Linked DNA regions of Mus musculus: region 2 is linked to region 1. The links are chromatin contacts, called in public promoter capture Hi-C maps. All regions are on one chromosome and are shown on one strand. The core of a region is the stretch at or near the end of the contact, and the rest is flanking DNA. Distances in the headings are between cores, read along the strand shown.

Evidence for each region. Capture Hi-C pulls out chosen DNA fragments and counts their contacts.
Region 2: a contact with region 1 is called in a promoter capture Hi-C map of adipose tissue. The contact joins the promoter of Hdac7 here to the promoter of Rpap3 in region 1. A contact is called at or near these places in 3 of 39 promoter capture datasets (embryonic stem cells, liver and neural stem cells), 7 of 15 datasets of contacts at CTCF or cohesin (CD8 T cells, the NIH/3T3 cell line, embryonic stem cells and 3 more), 135 of 484 Hi-C or Micro-C datasets (B cells, B-cell progenitors, the C2C12 cell line and 80 more), 42 of 115 datasets of contacts at active chromatin or transcription factors (the 230-238 cell line, CD4 single positive thymocytes, DN3 thymocytes and 33 more) and 5 of 9 other capture datasets (adipose tissue, embryonic stem cells, embryonic tail and 2 more).

The regions. Positions count from the first base shown.
Region 1 is chr15:97,703,754-97,709,002 of GRCm38.p6, reverse strand. Rpap3 (RNA polymerase II associated protein 3) reads left to right here and starts at 3,181. Exons shown (of 17, transcript NM_028003.2): 1 at 3,181-3,253.
Region 2 is chr15:97,828,673-97,833,921 of GRCm38.p6, reverse strand. Hdac7 (histone deacetylase 7) reads left to right here and starts at 2,427. Exons shown (of 25, transcript NM_001378971.1): 1 at 2,427-2,563. The coding sequence starts at 2,545. Gm33636 (a long non-coding RNA gene) reads right to left here and starts at 3,236. Exons shown (of 4, transcript XR_001781759.2): 1 at 2,617-3,236.

The sequences.
Region 1 (5,249 bases), core at 1,932-4,431:
ACACACACACACGTTACTAGGACCCTCTATCTGACTGATGCTGGCTATTATACCAGTCTGGATTGTTTACATTTTGTCTTATATAAGAGACAAATAGCAGGGCTGGAGAGCTGGTTCAGCAGTTAAGAACTTTTGATACTCTTGCAGAGGACATGAGTTCAGTTCCCAGCATCCACACCAGGTGACTCACAATCGCCTGAAACTCCAGCTCCAATTTGATATCCTCTTCTGGTGTCCACAGGTGCCAGGCACTCATATGGTAGACAGATATACATTCGGGCACTCACACAGACACTCTGAAAAGTAAGTAAGTCTTTTTTTAAAAAAAAGAGAAACATCTGTTTCAATTTGACTTCAGGCTTCCTTTTACATACAGCCAAATGATACAGAGTCTCAAGGCTCATACCTTGTCTTTGTAGAGCACTTAGGAGCTGATTATGGTCCTTCATCCCTATAACCCCAGTCCCCGCAGGACTGAGTCTGTGTGAGTGAATGCCATGTGTGCACATCACTGAGGGAAGAAAATTGTGAGCTTAAGAGTGAGATAAGCAAGCCTGGGCTACAAAGTGAGAGTCTTCCCGAGAAACAACAACAAAATCCGAAATCCAAAAAAGCAAAACAAAACACCAAACCCAACCAGGAAACAAGTTAATTAGTAATCCTTTCCTAAGACCCAGAACACTGGTCAGACTCCTTCCGCACTTAACTGTTTGAACGAGATCAATAATTGCGGCATGAAACCTCAACAGCATTCTCAGAAGTCACTGCAGCGTTTCGCTTTTGCAGTGATAAATATTTGTGTTTACTTCCCATGACCATTACAATTTCAACAGACATCAAATAAAGAGATTATTTCCTTGAGAACAACTGTCGAAGAGATTAACAGTAAACTCAATGGAGATGACTACAGTTTATTCACAGGAGGGGTTGGGAAGACATGGTTTGCCTGTTGTACGGAAGCCTATGTAGAGATAATTGTCAATAGAAGCAGAGAGGCATGCCATCTACAGAGAAGATGGTCCAGTCTGAGCTCACAGAGGGGACGGTTGTCACAAGTGGGACAATAGTACCTCAAAGTTCGGAAGCAATGGCCATGGAGATGGTTCTGTTACAATTGATTGTATTCAGTATACACATCGGGGGAGGGGGAAGGATTCACCACCCAAGGGTGCTATGGAGTTTCAGTGGAGCAGCTGGTTGGCCCCCTGCTGTCTCCCTTCTCCATCAACCCTGCCTGAAAGTGAGATAGCAAATGTAGTTGCTTTCCTATGAATGTCAACGTCTGTTTTAAATAGAATTATGGCTAATTTAGACACATTTAGATTCTTTTAAATTTTTATTTATTTATTTTTAAATTAAAATTATTTTAAACTTTATGTGTTTGAGTGTTTTGCTTTCATGGTAGTCCTGTGCATCACATGTGTGCCTGGTGCCCCGGGATGTCAGTTCTCTGGGAACCAGAGTTACACACAGTTATGATCCACCTCTGGGAATCAAATCCAGGTTCTCTGGAAGAACAGCCGGTGCTCTGAACTGGCGAGCCGCCTCTCTAGCCCTATTTCTATTTATTTTTGTTTATTTCAGACCGGGTATCATCACATGACTCCGGTTGGTGAGGAACTCACTATGTAGACCCTGAACTCGCAGAGATCCACCTGCTTCTGCCTCTGCAATGCTAAGATTAAAGGTGTACCCGAGCATCCACATTAAAAACATTTTTTTAAACCTAGTTTGTCTGCAATGGCACCTGCTGTGGGTGGTGGAGTACACAGAGTAGGATTTGCTACAGAAACAGTTACACTTTGTTAAAAGCTAGTTTATCTACAATATCATCAGAAAATAATGCTCTTTTATTTTTATAATGTGTAAGAGTGCTTGCCTGCATATATGTATGTATGTATGCACACCACATGCACGCCTGGTGCTAAGAGGCCAGAAGAGGGCGTCAGATCCTCTGGAATTGTAGTTACAGAACTGTTAACTACCACATGGGTGCTGGGAACTCAAGTTTTCTGCAACAGGGAACAGCATTCTTTCTTTTTCTTTTCTTTTTTTTTTAAAGATTTATTTATTTATTTATTTATTTATTTATTTATTTATTTATTTATTGTATGTGAGTACACTGTAGTTGTACAGATGGTTGTAAGCCTTCATGTGGTTGTTGGATATTGAATTTAGGACCTCTGGAAGAGCAGTCAGTGCTCTTACCCGTTGAGCCATCTTGACAGCCAGGGAACAGCATTCTTAACCATGGAGACTTCTCTTCAGTTTCTGATCTTTACTTTTAAATGAACTTAAAAGACAACCAGTCACACCATGAGGGAAAGAAAGATCCTAATGATATGACCTAGTGAGGAAAGACCAGGGGCGGTTTTTCATTGACAGGCAGGTAGATTAGTGTTTTGCAGCTGCACAGCTGTACCCAGTGCTTTGAAAATGACTGATGCTGAAGTTGTATCGAAGATTAATTATGTCAAACCTCTGGGATAAGATTCATAAATCAGCGTGTGTGGGATACACACCTGCACGGCTGCCTCCCTTGTGTGATTCGAAGGTTCAGTCAAACTTGTGAATGAATAACTGATCTTTGAGATGATATGTTTTCCATTCAGTTTGAAAAAAGTTGGTTTGTGGACTTAAAAAATTATACCCATTGCATTGTACAACAGAGTTATTACATAGGAAACAGCTTCACTCACAAAGGAAGCAGAAGCAAGCATTACAGGTTTCAGTCATTCTTTTAGATAAGCCAGGGTCTATCTAAAGATAGACACAAGCCCGAAATCTACAGATAATCTTAGAAAAGGAAAAAGATTAGTAGCAAAAAAGCACAAGGAAGACCAGCAGCCACATACAAGACTCAGAGAGAAAACAGCAGAGTTCCAGCATTGACAGTTCTTAGAAGTTACAGTAACTTTCTCCTAGGATTTTCAGAGGCTACAAACATCTCGTTAGTGGAAAGCAGGGCAGCTCTCAGAAACACAATCGAGGGGAGTAAAAGGCTTTATGCTTTGGAGGTCAATACGTCAAGATGGGTGCACTTTGGGGGATCCTCACGCTTAGTCTAGAAGAGGTTAGAACATCAGTCTACGTCCACCGCCAGCAAAGCAAGAGCAGCCGAGCGCGGGAGCCGAACCTTCTGCGCACGCTCGAGCGGCGCGCGGGGCCTTGTGGGAAGGCGCAGACCTCCGGCGGTGGTGTAGGACGCCGTGCGTCTCCCTGGAGCCGGTGAGGTTGGTGGCCGCCGTGGCGGGTGAGTAGGCTTTACCGTTCCCGCTGGCTGCAGGGGCGTGGGGTGGAAGAGCGGGGCTGGGCCCGGGCCGGGAGCAGCGGCGGGGCGCCGGGGCTGGTTCCCGAGTGCGCTCTCCGCGCGCTGCCCAGGGTTCGGCCTGAGCTGGCTCCGCGTCCGGGCTCGGGCGGTCTGCGGTGGCGGGACCTCCGGAGCCACGGTCCCGCGAGGGCGGCGGACCTGCGGGCTCCGTCAGGCCAGGGTATGCAGGCTTGGCTTGATACGGGACGTGAACGTGGTTCCCCAGGCTCTGGAAGTTTCTGGTTGCCTGCGGAACGAACCCCGTCCTGGCAGCATGGGCTGCCCTAGGACCCGGGGGTGGGTGGAAGGAGAGCTGCCGCCCTTACAGCATCTCATGGTCTGCTTGTTTGTTTAGAGACAGGGTTTCTCTGTAGCCCAGGCTGCCCTGCAATTCGCTGTGTAGTAGACCATGCTGGCCTCGAACCGCGGGCCTCTGCCTCCCTCCTGAGTGCTGGGATTGAAGACGTGCAGCGTTTAAGGGTCTCGTTTTGCAGGTGTACTGGTTTGTGTTCAGCAAAGCGTTATGCGGGATTTGTTTATGAATGAAATGCATGCGCATAACCAAAAGTGGACACTGCTTGACGCTTAAACTGCCTCGTTGAGGCTGAGTCAGAAGATCCGTTTTACACTTTTTGTTTGTTTGTTTTGTTTTGTTTTTCGAGACAATGTTTCTCTGTGTAGCCCTGGCTGTCCTGGAACTCACTCTGTAGACCAGGCTGGCCTTGAACTCAGAAATCCGCCTGCCTCTGCCTACCGAGAGCTGGGATTAAAGGCGTGCATCACCACTGTCGGGCCGAGCCGTTTTAAACAGCCTCTTTTTACTGGGGGTGGGGGGTGGGGGGGGGGAAAGCTCTTATAACCTCCCTCCAAGTATTCCTATCTTAAGGTACCTAGTCCAGTCACTTTACCCATTGTATCTATCTGCCTGTCTGTCTTCTGTCTCTCTTACAGTCTTCAGCATCTTTCACATGTTGGCAAATGCTATGTCCTAGCCCTTTAAAACTTACTCTTAAGGTGTGCTAAGGCGTCATGTTGAGTTTAATTTGTGAGGCCCCCTCTGCCTCCTGGATAGCTGGAACCAGAAGCAGTGGTCGACTGTGCACCGCTGTGAGCTTCATGTGCTTCCAATGGAGTTACATTAGGAAAGACAACGTTAACCCCTGTCCCATGTAACGTGATTCATTTAACTCATTTCTATCCGTAAAAATCCTGCGACTATTCTCAGTCTTTTTATGACCTAACGCCATGAACATACGAGCACGTGTGTGCGCTGCTAAACTTTCCTACTTAACATGTTAATTTTCTCAGGCGGTGGGTGGGTGGCAGCTCTCATATGGGCCCAGCTCCCTATAGGTACTGCCACCTCCTTTTTCTGATCTTCCTGTTCCCTAAGGCTGCCACTCTTCAGGCCCTGCCGAGCTTCCGTCAGTACAGTCTCTGAGCACGTTCAAATGCAAGAGTTTCTACCTTATTAATGGTGTCACCCACATTTCTCTCTAGTCCTTTCTATCTACTCAATACCTTCTGATGGCCCCTAAGTGCTCACATTCAACATATTCCAGACTGAAACAATCCTCTTACTCATCTGCCCCCTCCCCCAACGTGCGCGTTTTCCTTTTACAATTGCATTGCTTTGCCAAAGTTTTATTTTCACGCTATGCATATGTGGCGTGCGACGGTGCATGCATGTGCCATGGCACACACATCAGACGACAACTTTGTGGAGTCAGTTTTCCCTTTGCACCTGTGTGTGGGTGGGGTACCAGGGATCGTGTGGGTACCACTAGGTATCACCAAGCCTTAACGTTGTTAGGCTTGCGTCGTGTTGAGTGCTCTAGTCAGGAGCCTCCTTTCCAGTCCCTCAGAGCTGGATTTCTTGACTTAAAAAGATATTACCAGTTTCTACCAAGCAGAAATCTAGAACATCGTTTAAATCTTT
Region 2 (5,249 bases), core at 1,178-3,677, 130 kb before region 1:
CTCTGGCAGCATCCCAGAAACATCTGGCTCAGCACCCCAGAAACATACCGCAAGTGCTGGTCTCCTCTCTGCCTACATTTTGCAGGCAGTGAGTCCTGATGTGAACCGAAAGCCACAGGTGACCATTGTGAGCATAGACGGGTGGTGAGCATAGATGGGTGGCCACACATCTTTATCCCAATCACTCAGAAGTCAGTGGTTAGACTGAAGAGAAGAGGTAGCTTCAGGAGCAGATGCACGGATGCTGCGCCAGTAGAAATTAACGAACAAGAAATTCAGCACAGAAACAGCTTTAGGAAAGGAAGATGTGGGGGCAATGTACGGTTACAGGAGGAGAGAGATAACAAGAGAGATTGGGGGTCCTCTGTACACAGGTTTCTTTTTTCCCCTGAAGTCTGTAACCCTCACGGAAGTCGTTGGAAGTAGAGTGCTCTGGTTTGGAAAGACAGCTCAGTGGATGAGGAAGTGTCTAGCAGAGCCAGAATGGACAACTTCCGACAGAGGGTCTATTAGAGATGTCTAGCTGGAGGGAGATCTTGGAAGGTCATGAATATTCATGAGTCAATGAAGAACTCGGAAGCCACGCTGAGGCAGTGCTTCCAAGCTAGGTACCTTGAACACTTGTGATAAAGAAGAGATTCAGACTCATAGACTAGACAGCTGAGGGTCAGTGCGGCTGGGAGAAAATCAGTGCTGGGGTGGAGTCCTTCAAGGGAAAGAAAATCCTTCCGGCTGAGGCTACAGAAATCGTGAAACATTTCAGAGGAGATGAAGGGATTTCAACAACAGAAGGGAGAAAGGTAGAGCGGCATTTACTCTGTAGGGAGTGTCTTAGGCCAAGGCAAGGAAGTGGGTAAGTATGGGGACATGAACAGCTAGCTGACAGGGCTGGCTGTGGTAGTAATAACGGTAACTACCTCTGAGCAAAGTACCAGGAGACACTGGGCAGGGATGTGTGTGGTGCCACATTGCAAGAGGCCATGGATGCTAGGGCAAGGTTGTAGTACCCATTAACAGGTACAGAGGAGTTACACTTAGCAGCTGAACAAGGGCACATGAGTCTAGACCTGTGTGTGACCTAGCAACATGGCCAACGTCCCTCTAGGCCACTCAAGACTCTGGCTTCCAAGATATCACATCTCTAGGTCTGCCTCATTTTCCCCTTCTAAAGGTTCTTGGAGTTCCGAGGACTCAGAGAGTAGATTGGGACCAGAAGGAAGCTGCCTTTCAGTGGCGGGCACCTCAAGGGCAGGGGAGCATAGTGTTCCTGGTGAATGACCGCTCTCCCTTCCCAGTTTTCTGACCTGCCAAATTGCTGGAGGCAACAGGACTGACAGGCCAAGCCAGGAAACTCAGTGGGAAGGTCCTCGGCCCCTGACCCTTGAATCTGACCTCCTCCCGTCTAAGATGGGGGAGAGGCAGGGAGGGCTTCAGTGCAAAGCCAGTCCTCAGCTGAGTTTATTAGCTGAGGGAGGGCTGGAGGCGGCTGCATTCCGACTCACAGACTGGAACATTTCTGTGATCCGCTGTAATGCACTGGGGGACACTGGGCACATTGCTGAAGTTTGACTCATAGGGTCCAGGAGTGGGGGGGCAAAGGAGGGTCATTGTGGAGGGAGAGGAATGGAAGAGGAAGAGGAGAGGATGGAAGGAAATCCCTTGAGAAAAATTTTTTTTAAGTTTCGAAAACTGCACCACCCCCCATCCCCTTTTTTTTTTCTTTTAATAGGAACAGACTGGACCCTTCTGCTCCCCTCAGCAGACAGTGGGGGCGGGGGGTGCCACTGGGGTTGGACTGGCAGTGGTTCAAATCAGATCCTGAAGTGTTCCTGAGGAGAGTCGTGTGTGTGTGTGTGTGTGTGTGTGTGTGTGTGTGTGTGGTGTGTGTGTGTTAGGATGGGGCAGGGGTGTCCGTCTGGGATTCCTTGCTCGAGACTCCAAGCGTGCCCTGCTCTCCCTGTGTGTAGCGCTGCCCTCGTTGACTTAAGTGTGTAGATGTGTGCACAGGAGTCCTTCCCCGAAGCGTAAAGCACCCTGGCTTGTGTAAACATGGATGCACGCCCGTGTACGCTGTGTATGCACGGGTGCGTGCACTCAGGTATCTGGGTTTCCGGGAATTGTGCGCGGGGCGCAGCGCCGCGCGGCGGCTGGGGCTTCCGCGGCCGCGCGCGGGTCCGGCCGCGTCCCGCGTTCCGGGTTCGGCGCTGCCTCCCGGGCGGTGAGCCGCGCCCCGCCGCGATCGGTGTCTGCCGCCAGGCTGTGTGCTGCTGAGCGAAGCCCGGGTGGTGTGTCCCAGGGCCGCCAGCGCCGGCCCCCTCCCTCCCCTCCCCCTTGGCCCGCTCTCAGACTCAGATAAAGCATTTCCTTCCATTGTCATCCTACCCGGCCGGCCAGGCTGCCAGGGCCCTCCCCCTCCCGGCCCCCTCCCTTCCTCTCGCCGTCTCACAGTCGCTCTGCAGCCTCCGGCGACCGGGGGGATGTGAGGCCGGCGCCCCGGCCCCCCGCCCGCCATGAGCCCCCGGCTCTGAGGGCCCCGGCCCCTGGATGCACAGCCCCGGCGCGGGTGAGTACCGGGCGGCCACCCCCTCCCCGTCCGCCCCGCCCTGCGCGCGGCACCCTGCGCTGCTCGCCCCGGCTCCCGCTCCGGCTGCGGCTGGGTCTCCGGCCGGTCCGGCTGGCCGGGTCCTCCGCGCGCCCTGGACCGCGCCCGCTCGCCCGGGCTCTGGCCCGCTCGCTGCCCCGGCTGGTTCCGGGGCCGAAGGGCTCCGGCCTCCTGCGGGGCGCCCACATCCGCCCGCTCCCGGGCAGCGACAGGCCCCGGGGAGGCAGTGGGAGGCCCGGGGCCGCCTGTGCAAGGGCCGGGCGTCCCGTCACCCTCCTCCCCGGGATCCGGGAGGCACGGCCGGCCGCCGAGGCCCGGGAGGGGGCGGTGCTCCGGGACCAAAGGTTTGGAAGCGGGAGGGCAAAGGCTAGGACCCACTGAACTGGCGCAGAACTTGCAGGGCTGGACATCAGCGCCCCTGTCTTGTAGAACTGGGCAGGGCCCTACTCAGATCCTGTAGCTGAGGGAAACGTCCCCTGGAGGGGTACTGGGCTGGGAGATTTCTCTGAGCATCACCCCTTATCCTTGATCACCCATCATAGAGAGACAGACACTGTGTTCAGCCTAGCAGTGAGGACAGTTAAAGGCGTGGGGAAGTGGGGGCCGCAGGCTGAGTACTGAGAGAGGTAGGGAGGTGGGGAGCTGGATCTAGCCCCCCCACCCCCACCCACCCCCAGTCTGATAGTACTGAGAAGTATGAGAACCCGGGCAAATCTGGCAACTGAACTGTCTTTTCGCCACTGCGATTTCTCCGCCAATTGAGTTGGAAGAAAAACCTAAGTCCTGCATGCAGGTCGCTTAATGAGTCCCACTTATTTCTCACTGGCTGCCGGTTTGGGGCCGACTTAGGGCTGACCATTGGTTCCCTGAACTATCCTTGCTGGCTGTCCAGCACTCCCCCAAAGCATCCTGCATCATCTGGCGGGGTTGGCTTGCTGCTAAGTATCCCTTCCCACATCCCAACGCAGCATCTGCTTGAGGCCCAGTTCTGCCTGCCAAAGTTTCAGGGTGATAATAGGACATTGGCCCTCGGTGGCCCTGGAGGGAGTGCAACATCTGGAATCAGGAGCTAGTCCTCCAGACTTTTACCTAGATTTGCTCAAATTCCATTGCAGACTGTCACTTTGGTTGGTTTCTATCCTCTAACTTGTACTTAGGTGACCCATTTCTTCCCAAGAGGACCCCCATGGGCTGCGGTCGTGCCTCCCCTCTGTGCCAACCTTCCGAGCCTCTTCTCCATCCGCCGCAAATCATCCTTCACTCTTAACCTCCTTGCTCTCTGCAGCCTCACGTCTCCCCTCAGTAACTAAGTACTTTTCTTCTTTACAGTGATTCCTGGGGGGGAAATGAGGCACAAAGCAGTTCCAGTGTATGGTACCCAGATAACTGAGATTGGACCAAGTCCTGAACCCAATGGGGCTGAGGCTTGTGTCTCTGTCTTTAGTTTTATGATGTCCTTTCCAAGCTAGACCCTCAGAGCTGTGCGTTGGAAAAGCTAGGTACAGGGTGCATCTGAGCCCCCTGCTGCTCAGTTTGGCCCCTTAGCTGGGGCATTTTTCTGTGTCTCAAGGGCATATGCTGAGCTTTGAGGCAAAGAAGGTTTCTCTTCTAAGCAGGTCACCTTACTTAAGCAGGCTTTTCTCAAAATTAACATGATAAGGTGGGTGGGTGGGGAGGATTCTCAGTTCACTTTCCAAAGCTCAGAGCTAGAGGGACCAACCGCACATAGCCAGTCAGTAATCCACGGGGAGTAAGGGAACAGGCAGAGCCTCCTGTGTCCTTGTCTCAGGGATAATGGTTCTCACCTATCTAGTTCCTAGTGGCTCAGTTGTGATGGGATTGGAAATGAGGACCTTTTTATAGCTGTAGGCACACTTCTTTCTTGGCCTTCTTTGCTCTTTGCCTTTCTTTAAGAACTGGTCGTTTCAACGTTGACAGGAGCCCCCAGAGAAAGGTGAGCTAATAATGTAAGGCCCAGAGTCACCTAGCCAAGGAATGGCACCAACCAGACCGGCCTCTGCCAGCATCTATTCTGAGCTCTTCCTTGGTTAGATGTGGTCTGGAGGCTGCAGGAGAGTATGGGGTATTGCAGGGCTTGAAGGCAGGTCCCCTTGGAGGCGCCAGCTCCAGGACTTTGAGTTTGTATATGTTGGATTTGTTCACTAGATGGGGCACTTCCTCTGGGGCAGGAAGCCTTGATTTCCTGTGTTGGGGGGTGGGTAGGGACCAGGAGTGAGGGGCCCAGTGCACCATCCCTGATGTTGTTTGGAACCACAGAAGGGCAGAGCTTTCGCTTGAAGCAGCTTCCCTAATCCAGGGGAGACAGGAAGGAGAGCTCTGGCGGGGAGGCCCAGGTTGAGGCTAGGGAAGGCTCTAAGTGCCATGAGCTGGGGGGTGGGTAGCGCAGCAGGAAGCCTGGTGAGCAGGTGACTCTGCCGGGTATTGTATTCCTTATAATATTTTCCCTGTTTCTGTGGTAACATTCCATGGGGGCCTCAGGCCTTAGGGCTGCAGGAAGGCACTCCAGACAGCCCTTTCCTTAGTGGCCCCACGTACTGGGAGCCCCCACATCTAGCTACTCCCTAAGCCTTTTGCTCTGTAGGACCAGGGCCTGAGAATCCAGTCAACTGGCCTGACCAAGCACTGA